Linked DNA regions of Zea mays: region 1 is linked to region 2. Evidence: chromatin contacts called from public Hi-C data. All regions are on one chromosome and are shown on one strand. The core of a region is the stretch at or near the end of the contact, and the rest is flanking DNA. Distances in the headings are between cores, read along the strand shown.

Region 1 (6,834 bases), core at 1,854-4,353, 140 kb after region 2:
GAATCACACATATACACTAGCGGGTATGGATTTACCCCCATACCTATACCCATGTGGGTATGGGTCACCCATCGGGTCACCCGTACCCATAAAAATTAAACAACTATCAAAATATTATACTATACAAATGTCAAGTATATCCATATAAATACCATCACAAATTTTTCTAGCATCATTTAACCATCCATTCAACACACCAAAGATAATTGGATAAAGTAGTAACACTGATAGTACTACATAGCACATTACATGGTCATTAAATTGTTGTTAAATAGTAAAAAAGTTGGATGACTAAAGTCCAAGTTCATGCTTTGGTAAGTTTATATTAGGTATTTTATACCCACGGGTTAACGGGTATGGGTGAAGGCGGAACGTTCTAATACCCGTTTACCCATTGGGTGAAGGTTTTTGTCCAATAACAGACCCACGGGTATAATATTTAGCCCACATATATACCCTAATAGAGTAAATACCCATCGGGTATCGGGTCGCGGGTACCCATTGCCATCTCTAATCCCATTGTCGTTGGACCTACTCGTCTATTTTCTTCATGTCATCTTTTAATTTTTTATGCTTAGCGACCGATATATTAGTCAGCCTTGTGTCGCTGTTTGGAGAAGCACCGTTGAGATCTTTAGAATCGGTCATTTAAGCCTGATTTTATAGATCTACAACCTCTTCCCCAGCGGAGTGGCCAAAAAGTTTGTTGACACCCTTTTGGTCACCAAACATTATAATGAACCGACTGGTGATACTTAGCACCTTTAGACGATGTAGGATCAAATAAAGTGGTTATACTGAAGGTGGGACAACACATCTATGATGGTCACCACCTATTTGAGACCAAACAGCAATGAACCCTAGGACCTTCTCGTGATGAGCAATACCTTGGGTTCGGTTCCGCGAGGTGAACAGTGGTGTCGTTCTGCGACAGGTCGTCGGGTCACTTGGCGGTGCTCGCTACGGGGGCTCAGATGGTCCGCGGCTCTGAGCGGACGATCCGTGACCTAGCGGCAGGAGCGGCTTCTTCCCTGCGCGCAGTTCGGACGGTCTGCGCTCTAGGCCAGATTGTCCGCGATGGCGTAGGATCTTCTTCTTCTCCTTGTAGGATCTAGACCCCCCTAGGGAGAGACCTTAGGGTGCTCCGGATCAGCAGGTCACCTAGGGCGTCCCTAGACGACGCAGAGGCGCCTAGGAATTAAGAGATCAATTCGAGAAAGAGATCTTGATAGAAGTAGACAAAGTAGATCTTACCCCTTAGGAGGGGTAAAAATTATAGGGTCGTCCTAGGGTCGGCAGGCCACCGCAGGACGGATCTAGACGACGTAGAGTTGAATAGGGGTAGAGGTGTATATGCGGAAGACTGCAACTAAAGCTACGCTACATCTACTCCTATGGCAGGAAAGGTAAATAAAGTACATATATTCGATTAGAATGTGTTCGTGGGTTCTCAATCGGTCGTACCCCTTTATATTTATAGGGGATGAGGTTTGGACATGTTACTGGGAGATAGCCAACAACTCCCACGTAATTAGATAGATAACCACACACGAGATAAGAATAATCATCTGAGTTAATCTAATCGCAGGACATGCGGACTGTCTGAGCCCAACGACCGAACTGTCCGCCACTTTTGGTGCTCAACAAGATCTAATTTTTGTAGGTGTTTTTAGTGGACAGGAATATATGCCAACTGGAGAGCTGTTAGCCGCTGCTCTACGCTTGTCGTTTCAACATAATCCACTAGCTAGCTGAATATATATATTTGAGACACAGATCGTCCGCACGCAACGGGGCACGCGCTGATCCCGGCGTGAAATTGTGTTGCTGCATGCGGACCACACCATCAGTTTCAGTTCACGCACGTCGAGTAGTATCAATCAATCGACGTGCTCCCGTCGTCGTCTTCGTCCACCTCTCTGCTGCCCCGTCGACCGCACCGCACTCATCACCTGCGTGCGTGAAAGGGTTGCTGATTGGTCGTAGAGCATACTCATGGCTACGTTGCCTGCTCATTTTCGGCTTGGGTCCACCGTACGCGTAGCTCCACGTTACCCGCCCTAGCTAGCTCATGTTTCCCTTTTCTCTTTTTTGATCGATGCGACGCTGCCTCTCTGAACGTATTACGTATGGAGTTTTTCATTTTGTCTGCTTGCTTGCATGCACTAGTATTCGTCGGCACATCCGATCCCACTGATATCGAGCTTCTTCCGTAGTGTGCCGGATCGGACGCAGTATTGGTCCTAAGCTTGCAAACTGGAGATTTATAAATTGCCGAGATAGTTTTGCAAAGAGTTGTAAACCATATATGCATGCAAAGTGTACTGCACTAGTCCACTAGCTTCGTTCCATTGATCGAGCGGGCCACACTGATCTGAGACAAAGAGGAAAATCCTAGCGCATTGAATGGTGCTAGCTATAGCGAGCGCCTTTTTCTTTCTTCTTCTTCAAAAGTCTGCAACAAGAGAGTGTGCACATGCAGCTGCGTGCTGCATTGGAGTACCTACCGTCAGTCGATCAAACAGTCGCTGCTGTAGGTCATCGTGATCCGGACGGGCGGGATCCAAGGGACGTTCCCGTACTCCTGCCGCCCGCCCGCGCGCGCATGCATGCACGCACGCAGATCGCAGAAGCATGTCATCGAACAGGCGGGCCGTGCCAAGAGCCTTAAATTAGGGATGCAAGAAGCCTACAACGATGATCAATGCGAGGCGGCCGTGTGCGCTCGGCTAGACGCGGTCGGTCCCCCCTCCCCCTGGCCATTTCCCCCTGTTGTGTTCGCCTCGTGACGAGGAAGAACCGTGCAATTCTCTGCTGTGTCTGCGGCGTGGTCGCCCTGAACTGAACCTCAGAGCTCTCTGACCGACCGGCGAGGAGGCCAAGCATGCATGCAGGCAGGCCTGCTGGCGAGCGCCGCTCTCCTCTTGACTCCGGCCGATCCACCACCCGTCCATCCATCCACGATCCATACTCGAATCCATCGCTCCGCTTGTCGCCGGCCGGCAGTGGCGCCGCGTTTCGGGGGCCCTCCCACGTGACTGACGTGAGGGCTGGCTTGGATGGATGCATCCCCCTGCGTCTGCACGGCCGCTCCTAATTAATCGCCCTAGCTAGGGGCTTTGCGTTTGTGCTGGCATCCTCTGTTTGCTGGCTGCCGCGACATGCCACAGCTAGCTGCTGCCTCGCCAGCGCCAGAACTAGCGTTTGGAAGGATTAGCGCGCGCGGAAGAGTCAACTGCATCTGCGCGTGTAAATATATGTGTCGCTGCATCTGCTTGTGTCGTAGCTGTTGTTGTTCTTGCATTGCATATGGATGGCATATGCAACTGCAGAGACAGCTGGGGAGCGAGGAGGAGTATACACGTACGTTCTCGCCTCTCGGACCGAATTTTTTGTATTTTAGCCCTTAAACAGAAGTAAAATCACGTTTAGACGTAAAAAAATTTTAAATGCAGTTTTGGACCCTTTGCTCGGCGCCATAGCCTATGGCGCCGAGCTAACACAGCTCGGCGCCATAGGCTATGGCGCCGAGGTCGTGTTGCGTTGGCACAACCCAGACGCGTGGCGTCGACGTGGAACCGAGCTCGGCGCCACAGATCTTGGCGCCGAGCTCGGTTGTGTTATTAAAATATTTGTTGCAGACATGAGCACAAAGCCCATCTAGCCCACTTGGTAGAGCACAAGGCTTCTAACCATGTGGTCGTGGGTTCAAGCCCCATAGTTTGCATTTTTTTTGTTTTTTTTGTTTATGTCGTTGGTGTGTCCGCTTAAATTTATTTCTCGCCTAGATTTTTTTTCACAATTGAAAAAATCGACCCAAAATATATGCTCATGTACTGATCGGCCAATATCTCTGTATGTGAAAGGTTGTGGAGAATAATAATAAGTAGGGCATGCTGTTTATCAAAGCAAATGTATATAAGGAAGAAAAAAATGTATAAAAATAGTTATAGTGATTTAGAAATAGTTAATGATTCGTAATGCAAAATTGTTTTCTATATTTTTACTAAGTTAGATTTTGTTCAAGAAATTTGTTCTTAACCTTTTTTAGCTACATGAAAAGCTCACTAAATTACTAAATGTTTTTTTTAAATTATTGGAGATGCACTAAGCTCTGCGGATTTTAATTTGCAAGATGAAAACATGCATGCCATGCATTCGGTCTTTTTAAAAAAGTAGTAAAATTTTGAATAATGCACGGATGACATTTTATAAAATTACTACATTGCTTTTGTATTGCACATGCATGATTTGAGCTAGTCGATTATTTACGCGCATTTTAAATTCGGAAACTGTAGATTGAAATGCGCGCGCATGCAGTGCAAGATGGAAGGCAATACTAGGCACAACGACATAAAAAAAATCTAGGCGAGAAATAAATTTAAGCGGACACACCAACGACATAAACAAAAAAAAACAAAAAAAATGCAAACTATGGGGTTTGAACCCACGACCACATGGTTAGAAGCCTTATGCTCTACCAAGTGGGCTAGATGGGCTTTGTGCTCATGTATGCAACAAATATTTTAATAACACAACCGAGCTCGGCGCCAAGATCTGTGGCGCCGAGCTCGGTTCCACGTCGACGCCACGCGTCTGGGTTGTGCCAACGCAACACGACCTCGGCGCCATAGCCTATGGCGCCGAGCTGTGTTAGCTCGGCGCCATAGGCTATGGCGCCGAGCAAAGGGTCCAAAACTGCATTTAAAATTTTTTTAGGTCTAAACGTGATTTTACTTCTGTTTAAGGGCTAAAATACAAAAAATTCGGCCTCTCGGAATGGGGGCATGCAACGTATGTATAACCTAACCGGTTCCGGTTCCGGCGAAAAAACCCACGCGTCCTTTCCTTTTGCACCGGGACGAGCAGCAAGCAAACAAACCGGAAAATGGCGGCACATAACGACCCAAAAAAAAGTCTGCAACCCCTGCATGCATGCATGCATTGCATGCATACAGCTGGTGGTATTAAAGAGTTGTTTGAATATACTAGAATTAATAGTTAGTTAGCTAAAAATTATTAGTAGAATTAGTTAGCTATTAACTAATTTAACAAAAATAGCTAATAGCTAAATTATTAGCTAGGATGTTTGAATATTTCAACTAATTTTAGTCACAAACTATTAGTTCTAGTCCATTCAACACCAAGCCAGCTATGTGGCGAGCCAGCCAGAGCACAAGTAGTATATCCAAGCATACAAAAATCTGTTCGAAACGGCTCTACGGTGGATTTGCTAGGCCGGCCTAACAACCAACCAACCATAGCCCAACAAACAGCCCATCAATGGGAGTCTGTATGCCAGACCCTTCGTCCTCTTCGAAGCTGCTGAGCATCAAGAGCACACGCGGCCGGGATGGTGGTGCGCCTGGCCGGCCAGGTGGCGGCGGCGCACAGTGACGGAGCCAGAAATTTTTTTAGAATGGGCTCAACTAAATTACTGTAGTATAGAAGTTCCTTCTACATTGTATATGTACGCTAAAAATCTTAGAAGAGACACTATGGACTAGGCAGCAGTAAGAGGGGCTCGAGCCCCGTCTGCCCCACTGCTGCCTCCAATATGGAGTAAGGAATTTTGCTGATTAGGCTGTGTATATAGTGATATAGAGTAGAGATTTGGAGTAACCTGCACTGCCGATAGCCGAACACCCTACTTGTCTCACCATAGACGAGCTGTCCCATAGCTGCTCCGGTTATAATTGCTGGCATGAACAGAGAACTATCCTATCTTTGCAACACATAGTCATCTACTCATATACGTACAGTAGTCAGCACTCAGCAGTGGTAGTATTAGTATCAAAGAAGGAATGATTGCGGTCATATGCAATGGCAGTATGGCATGACACACGACACGAGCGCCAGGGACTAGGCGATCGGTCCCAGCCGCCAGCGCAACCGCGCCGCAGGGTTCCGAACACATGCAACTCCCGCGGAACAGGGGAAAAGCTGAAAAGCGGGCTGATCATAGATAGACACAGGGAGAGAGGGAGAGGGACGAGGCATGGAAACAAAAGGAAGATTCCACGGCGAGGTGATTTTACCCCGCTCGTGACTTCTCGATCGCGCTCGCGCGCACCGCCCCGTGAATCGCCCATGCAGCGTGGTGCACAGGGCACAGCGAGCCGCCGCTGCGCGGGAGCCGGAGCCCACGCGCTGGCATTCGCCGCCGGCCATGCATGCATGGTATTGATCGGTGGGTCGCTTTTTTGTGCGGGGGCAGCGGGGGCCTGATCAGCCGAGAGCAGTGGTGACTGGTGAGCAGGTCGCTTCCTTCCAGCCACGTTCGCTCCAGGCGGCCGATCATTGCTGTGACTCTGTGACTGCAGAGATGCGCGGTCACTAATCAGTGAGTAATGATTTTACCCCAATCATCACTCACTGATTAGACCAACTCCAGCAGCTAGGGATGTTCCTAAAACATCCGAATTGTATCACAAATCTAATATTTTAGCATAGATATACATATAATTTAAAGCTAATTTTTGGCAATGTTATGAAGAATATTATAAAGTATTTAAATAAATTTTTGTATACTTTTTTATGTACATTATTTTCTCCCTACAACAAAAAAGGTGAAAAAACATCCGAATCCGTATTCGGATAGACATCCGAATTTTATATCAATTATTTAAAAATATCTAGAACGAATTTAATGTTTATTTTTTGTGAAGATTAATAACCTCAATGCTAAAAATAAGAATATAAATTTACATAGCAAATTCTATATGTTATTTGTTCACAATCGAAGAAAGAAGACTAAAAAATTGACATCCGAATAAATATCCGGATCCATCCCTACCAGCAGCACTCCGCATGCGGCTCTGTATCCCTATTTTG
Region 2 (7,037 bases), core at 31-2,530:
GCAGGGCAAATTAATAAATGATACATTTCTGTATTTTTTTTATATAAGGGAAACATGAGTTCCTGTTTTAGCATGGTAATACATGCGTACACGCAACACAAGACAACTATTACATCCGAAAGAAACGTTGCTTGGATAATGAAACTAACTCAAAGAAGCAAAAAAATGACGAGAATGTGAATCACTCTAGTCATCATCAATTCTTGCATTTAAGCGTCATCCATGATTTGCAAAGACTTCTATCACCACGGCTTTCAACGCTTGACAAACATCAAGGATTTGTTGTTGTGATTCCGTCTTTTGTAGGAGTAATATTTTTTTTGTATCCTGGACCCCTATTGCTTCCCCAAAACCCGATTATATGATTAATGCCAACATGCTTGTCTATTTTTAAGGCAAAGTAAATTATTCTCCATATGTTTCTGACCATATAGCAGTCAAAAAAGAGATGGTGAATACACTCATTACAATTGCAAAAGCTATAAGTCAAGCTACCTTTCCAACGTCTTTTGGCTACATTATCTTTAGTAAGGATAGGTACTCGACCTAAATTCCAAAAAAAAGCCTTTTATTTTCAAGGGGAGCTTAAAGATGTGTTTTGTTTGGCTTTTAGCTTTTGCTTTGGCTAGCCAAACCAAAGGTCTAGATTCAGGAAGCAGCTTTTTCTAAATGCCGACTTTCTCGCAGTGCAAAACTGAAAGCATCCCTGAACCTGCTTTTAGTGGCTTTTGGATGAACTGTGAAAACATATATCGAAGAACTTTTAACGGCTTTTAGTGGTTTCCACCAAACGATTTTTAGCTTTTTAACAGCTCACACCCCACAACAGATTTTTCCACGGCTCACAGCCTACAGCAACTTTTTTTCACGGTCACAGTCCAACCAAACAAACCCTAAGTTTCTAGAGCTTCTTGTTCCGTCCGTTATTGGGATTGTTCGTAACTTTAGTTTCATTATCTGTATCTGGCACCCAAAAATAACTTTAGTTTTATTATCTGGCATCATTATAAATCTTTTGGATGTTAAATAAGAAAGATTTGAAGGTTGGATGCTAAATTGAAAAAGAGCAAATTTTTTTGTTTGTTTGTCGAATAAGAAATTCTATATGAGCAGATGGTTGCCCCACGTATACATTTTTTTTGTCACGCTTCACGCACCTGTAACCCAGACGCAGTCTGCTTCCTCGAAACTTCGCCTTCTCGGTTGCCTGCCTCCGCCGCCGCAGGCAGACACGTATATATAGGAGCGCAAACACCTTGCCCTGTCTAAGCGGCCACAACCTCCCAGCCGTCGCTAGTCGCTCGCTCCATCACCGATAACCAAGATCCCAAGACCTCCTCCAGCCTCCTCTGCTCTCGCGCCGGCACCCGCACGCATGGCTGCCTGTGTCGACAAGTGGCACCCCACGCACGCCGGCCGCCTCACCGGCGCCATCTACCGCTACTTGCCGGACGGCGCCACGGACCGCGCGGTGGCCGCCGCCGCCGCCGCGCCGGCGTCCGCGAGCGGCGGCGACGACGACGACGTCTGGGACGAGCTGCGCGCGGAGGCGCAGGCCGACGCGGACGCCGAGCCTCTGCTCCGCAAGTACTACGCCGACCTCGTCCTGTCGCGCCCGTCGCTGGAGGCCGCCCTCGCCGCGCACCTGTCGGCCAAGCTCTGCGTCCCCGGCGCGCTGCCGCAGGACGCGCTCCGGGACCTCCTGGCCGCCGCACTGGCCGCGCGCCCGGAGTCCGGCCGCGCCGCGCGCGCCGACCTCCGCGCGGCGCGCGACCGCGACGCGGCCTGCGGCCGGATGGTGCACTGCTTCCTCTACTACAAGGGCTTCCTCGCCCTGCAGGCGCACCGCGCCGCGCACGGGCTGTGGTGCGAGGGCCGCTCCGCGCCGGCCTTCCTCCTCCAGAGCCGCGCGTCCGAGGTGTTCGGCGTCGACATCCACCCCGGCGCGCGCATTGGCTCGGGGATCCTGTTCGACCACGCCACGGGCATCGTCATCGGCGAGACGGCCGTCGTTGGGAACGACGTCTCCATCCTGCACGGCGTCACCCTCGGCGGCACGGGAAAGGAGTCCGGCGACCGGCACCCGAAGGTCGGGGACGGGGTGCTGATCGGCGCCGGCGCCAGCGTGCTCGGCAATGTGCGCGTTGGAGCCGGGGCGAAGATTGGAGCAGGGGCGGTCGTGCTACGGGACGTGCCGGAGGGGACCACGGCCGTCGGGAACCCCGCCAAGGCGGTCGGGAAGAAGGCGGCGCCGCAGCGGCGGCCGGAAGAGCAGCCTGGGGTCACCATGGAGCAAGGGTGGTCGGACTACGTGATTTGATAACTTCCAGAGGGTCTGTTTGCAAATATTTAGTGCAGGAGAGTTTCCCTCCCAGAAGATATTTAGTCAAGTCGTTATTGAGAGATAGGTGCATTGCCGTTGCTGCATTGCATAAAGAGGGAGCTCAATTAGGCATTGAGCCCTAGAGCAACTCCATATTTTTCTTTGTTTTGCGTGAGGGGAATAACAATACTATATGCATCTGATAAGTTATCGGTTGCTTGTACATATACTTTCAAGCTATAAATTATTGTGTCCGCATGTTTCGTTTCTTCTCCTAAGGGCTAGTTTGGCAAACCGCATTTTTCTATGGGATTTTTAATTTTTCAAGGGAAAATAAACTAATTTCCCTTGAGAAAAGAAAAAAACCATTGAAAAAATGTGGTTTCCAAACTCCCTAAACTTATAAAACCCCAAGCAGGACATAAATGAGATGTTCGCTTTGAAGAATCACTAAATTCTAAATAAAGTGATGCATCATAGATCCATTCTTCAAATTTAGTGAGATGACCAGATGACCACATTCCTCATATTAGTACTAACTAAATGAGGAATGATTTGGTGATGGATCAACTCATTTCATTTCGCAAACCAAAAAAGAGTAAGAAGATGATAGACTAGCTCATTCTTTAAACCAAACACTCTAGAAGTCTATCCTGCAGGAGACTTTATAATTATACAGTACTCCACTATCCATGTACAGACTTTGACCAAGTAGAGTTGGATATATAAGCCTCTGCTTCAACCAGTAACGGAACATATTCGGTAAGCAGATTTGATAGTTGACTCATGGTCATGATGACTGCTTCAAACCACTAGAGCATAGATATTGAATAGCATGTTTTAATCATGTATTATGTTTTGGATTTGATATAGACTAGTTCAAGTCCATATTGTATTTATACGCCTTCGTGAGTAGTAGTTCTCAATCCAATGGATCAACGCAACACCAAGCAAACTCAAGATTAGACTATCGGTGATTCTTCCAAGCGTCTCTATACATTTACATGGTAACTCTATTAGTGTGTATGAATTTCTATTGTAGCTTGTGCATACTGATGTCTGGAGCCTAACGCTAGAATCAGTAGGTCAAAAAATATCATGTAAATGGTGTTGATGATTATAATAAGTTTACTTAGGTACATCTTATAAAGTTTAAGTTTAAAGTTTTTTAGAAATTTTAAGAGTTTCAGACTCTTACAGAGAGATAGCTTAATCGTCTGATTATTGTCGTATAATCAGACTCACGAAGCAAATATTAAATAGCTTAATTCATTCTTTACTAAGCTTAGTATCTCCCATCATGTGTTATGTCCTCACGTGGATCCGTAAAATGGTATTATGGAACACAAACATCGTCACATAGTTGAAGTTGGCTTGACCATTCTCTCCCATGCATCTATGCCTCTTAAATATTGGTATGGAGCCTTTCTTGATTATGAATATTTGATTAATCACCTTGCTTATAAACTAATCCAAAATTCTAGCCCCTTAGAGTGTCTGCATAGTCAAAAATCATATTACTCTTTATTGCGCACCACTAGGTGTGCTTGCTGGCCCAATTAATGTTCATCCTTACAATACTAATGAACTCCAATTTAGATCAGAACAATGTATTCTCTTGGTTATAAGATATTTGTAAAGGCTACAAGTGTCTGAATGTTCCTACTAGATGTGTTTACATATCTTGTGACATTTTCTTTGGTGAAGAGGGTTTTCGTTTTTCCAAATTAAGTTAAGATATAGGTCCTCGCCTTCACTCAGAAATTTAGTTCCCTACTTTGATAAATTCATTCATGGGACATAGAGAAGATTATGGAGTAGGTCGGTATACTAATCTTATTTCTAATTATGTAAACTAGGAAGAACTCCAGGTACATAATAGAGGTACAACAGTCTAGGAAGGATCACTTGTCCAAAGTTAAAATTGCACTGAACCCAAAGAGGTTTTCATACCAAATCCTACGCTAACAGCATCGGGATTGGTGCATATACCAACTTTGGTTCTCATGCCGTGTAGTGAGGCCGGAGACTCCCATGCACAACCCACCTCTACAACATCTCTAGAACTCACATGCTCGAGTTTAACCCTCTATACTTTTACACAAACTATCGTAGCCACATCTGAAAATTGACTGGCCAGCAACAAATACTTAAACTACCGTAGCCACATCTGAAAATTGAGTGGCCAGAAACAAATCAGCAGTTACATCGCCACTTGACTGCTTGTCTTGGCCCAAACGAAATCAGCACCTTGAGCAGTAGCATTTCGGCATCTGAATTGGAGAAACGTGAGGTGCTAGGCAGAGAGACAAGTACTACTAGTTGAGACTTGAGAATTGAGAATCTTGGCGAAAGAGGTCAGCCTGCCCCGCACCCCTAGTAGGCGTGGCTGATGGCTACCCGCTTACCCGTACCGGATGAGGGGGGATCGATGTCGCAGTCCGTAGCTTTTATTCGAAAGCGGAGGAGCGAGGAATTCAAGAGATATTGTGGAAGATTTCAGCAAAGTCAGCTGTGAGGACGGTAGAGTAGCATTGTAGGTTATTTGTTGCTTGGGTGCACTGCCTTGGATTGAATGCTGATTCTCTGCATTCGAGAGGAATGGAGTGACGAGGTCGCCAGAACGGGTAGTAGGATCATTGGACGGCCCGCCGGGGAGGAATCTCGGCACACGGCACTAGCCAAGTGATCACCGCCATGAAGGTCGTTATTAGGGATAGGGATTGGAAAGCCAAGATGCGCGTGGAAAGCCAAGTGATCATTGGACGGCTCGCATGTGCGGAGAACGGGGACAGAGCCGTGGGGAGAGAAACAGATTTGATTTGGGTGCAAGTTGGGCTGTGCCGGCGCCGACCTTCCTTCCGGTCGTTAGCGAGTCGTGTGCTGACCAGTGATCAACTGCATCGCGACGGCCCATGCGTGTCATCAAGATGCGGCCCACACGCACGCGTACCTAAAGAGAGCAGCCCATAATCATTAATTCAGATTTGCTTTTGGTTCTTTAATTTTTTTTGCTCTTTTTATTTCCTTTATCATTTTGTTTTGTGTTTCCTCTTTTTATTTAACCACAATTTATTATTGTCGTCATTTTAACGTCTTATGCTTTTTTGTCTCCTATATTTTTCATGACGCACATAATGTCCGTGCCGTATACACACGTGATGTTCTAGCATATTTTTGGTTGTTTATATAGTATAAATGAGATATTTCATGATTACCTTTGAGTACTACTACTCAAAGTATTATGCGGTATATCTTATGTTGATCAAGTAAACGTTCTCTGATAGTATAAATGAGATGTTCCATGATTATCTTTGAGTATTTACATAGTACCCCTCAAACATTATATGGTTTTATTTTATGTTGCTCAAGTAGTATTATTCATGTGATGTTATTTACTTACGTACTTTATTTTTATTTTCATTCCTTCACTTTAAATTTTTCTACATTCTATGAGTTATACATGATGTCCACGTACTATATAGGTGATGATCTATGGTGTACTTTATGATGTTTACATAGGTTATGATCTATGTTTGAGTATTTACATAGCCCCTTTAATATTATCATGCGATTTTTTTTAAAAAAATCTCTATATTATTTTAATGTTTTTTATTATCATGTAAATTAAGTTAAAGTCTATATTAAAAATGATGTAAATAGCTAGTGAATTTGGTTAGTGATGTCCTTCTAGTGAATCACAGGATGCCCAAAACATGTACCAGTCAAATAAATTGTACATGTACCAGTCAAATAAATTGTGCTTTCAGATCATGGTAAGGATTATGTGAATAGGCCGATTCAACCGCTACGATGGGCGGTTCGATCGCTCTGAACCAGTTCAACGGGAAAACAAGAAATAAACTGAATTAATCTCTAAAATCACCAAATGAACTTTACGTATGTGATGTTCGTTAGGATTGTAGGAAGTAGATCTGAGAGGGAAACTTCTCAAAATCTACACACCAACAAAATATGGGCAAATCTTTCCAAAGTATGGTGAGAGAATGAGGAACAAAAACAATCACAATAATCAATAACACAAGAAACACAAGATTTATCCTGAGGTTCGGTCACACTACCAAGGTGCCCTACTTCCTCGTTAAGGCACCCATAAAGAGCCAGGTCTTTTCCAACTCTAATACTCTCCTCACCGACCACGAAGATCCAAGTGAGGCCACTTACTAGAGCTTGCTCAAAAGAGCGGGTAATACAAACTTCTTGTGGTCTTTCACAAGCTTTGGGGACTCACAAGTGACTCCTAGCTTTCTAGGAGCTTGGAGCTCCAAGAGAAATGATTCCACAAATATCTTGTTATTGCACCAAAGCTCGAATCAAGACGAACAAGATAGATTTGAAGATGAAGCACAAAGACCCACGACTCTCAATCCCACTCAAAAACTTCTCTCCAAAGATTTGAAATGGGAGAGGCATGAGATGTGTGAGAGAGTGGGGAGTGTTTCTCATGTTAGAAATGGAGTTCATTGCATGCTCTTTTGTAGAGGAGAGAGTTATAAGAGGGTATATATAAGTGGGGCTCCAAATCTAGTCGTTTAAGACATTCTACGCAAAAGCGGTTGAACTGCATGCCAAGGTTGGTTGAAGAGGTTTTGACCAGAGCCAAACTAAGTTCAACTGACCAGCTCAACTGGTCTACCCCGATTGAACTGCCCCTGGACCCCGGTTGAACTGTTGTCGCACAGAGAACATGGCA

What was found. A called contact is a pair of places that touch in the nucleus more often than the background predicts.
Region 1: a Hi-C map of ear shows a contact between it and region 2, with 3 times the contacts expected there. The contact joins the enhancer-like site here to the promoter of LOC541959 in region 2. A contact is called at or near these places in 5 of 25 Hi-C or Micro-C datasets (ear, endosperm, leaf and 1 more).

What each region holds. Positions count from the first base shown.
Region 1 is chr1:24,334,793-24,341,626 of Zm-B73-REFERENCE-NAM-5.0, forward strand. No RefSeq gene overlaps it. Among protein-coding and RNA genes, the nearest start is that of LOC100281285, 16 kb to the right of the region's middle. Within about 2 kb of position 3,104, at least 14 of the 20 cell types and tissues checked have an H3K27ac peak or open chromatin away from gene starts, as enhancers often do. A contact at or near this core is called in ear and endosperm, where this site is marked.
Region 2 is chr1:24,197,366-24,204,402 of Zm-B73-REFERENCE-NAM-5.0, forward strand. LOC541959 (serine acetyltransferase 2) reads left to right here and starts at 1,281. Exons shown (of 1, transcript NM_001111613.2): 1 at 1,281-2,545. The coding sequence starts at 1,376. The coding sequence ends at 2,320. LOC111590584 (a long non-coding RNA gene) reads right to left here and starts at 5,153. Exons shown (of 2, transcript XR_002749720.2): 1 at 4,738-5,153; 2 at 4,150-4,596.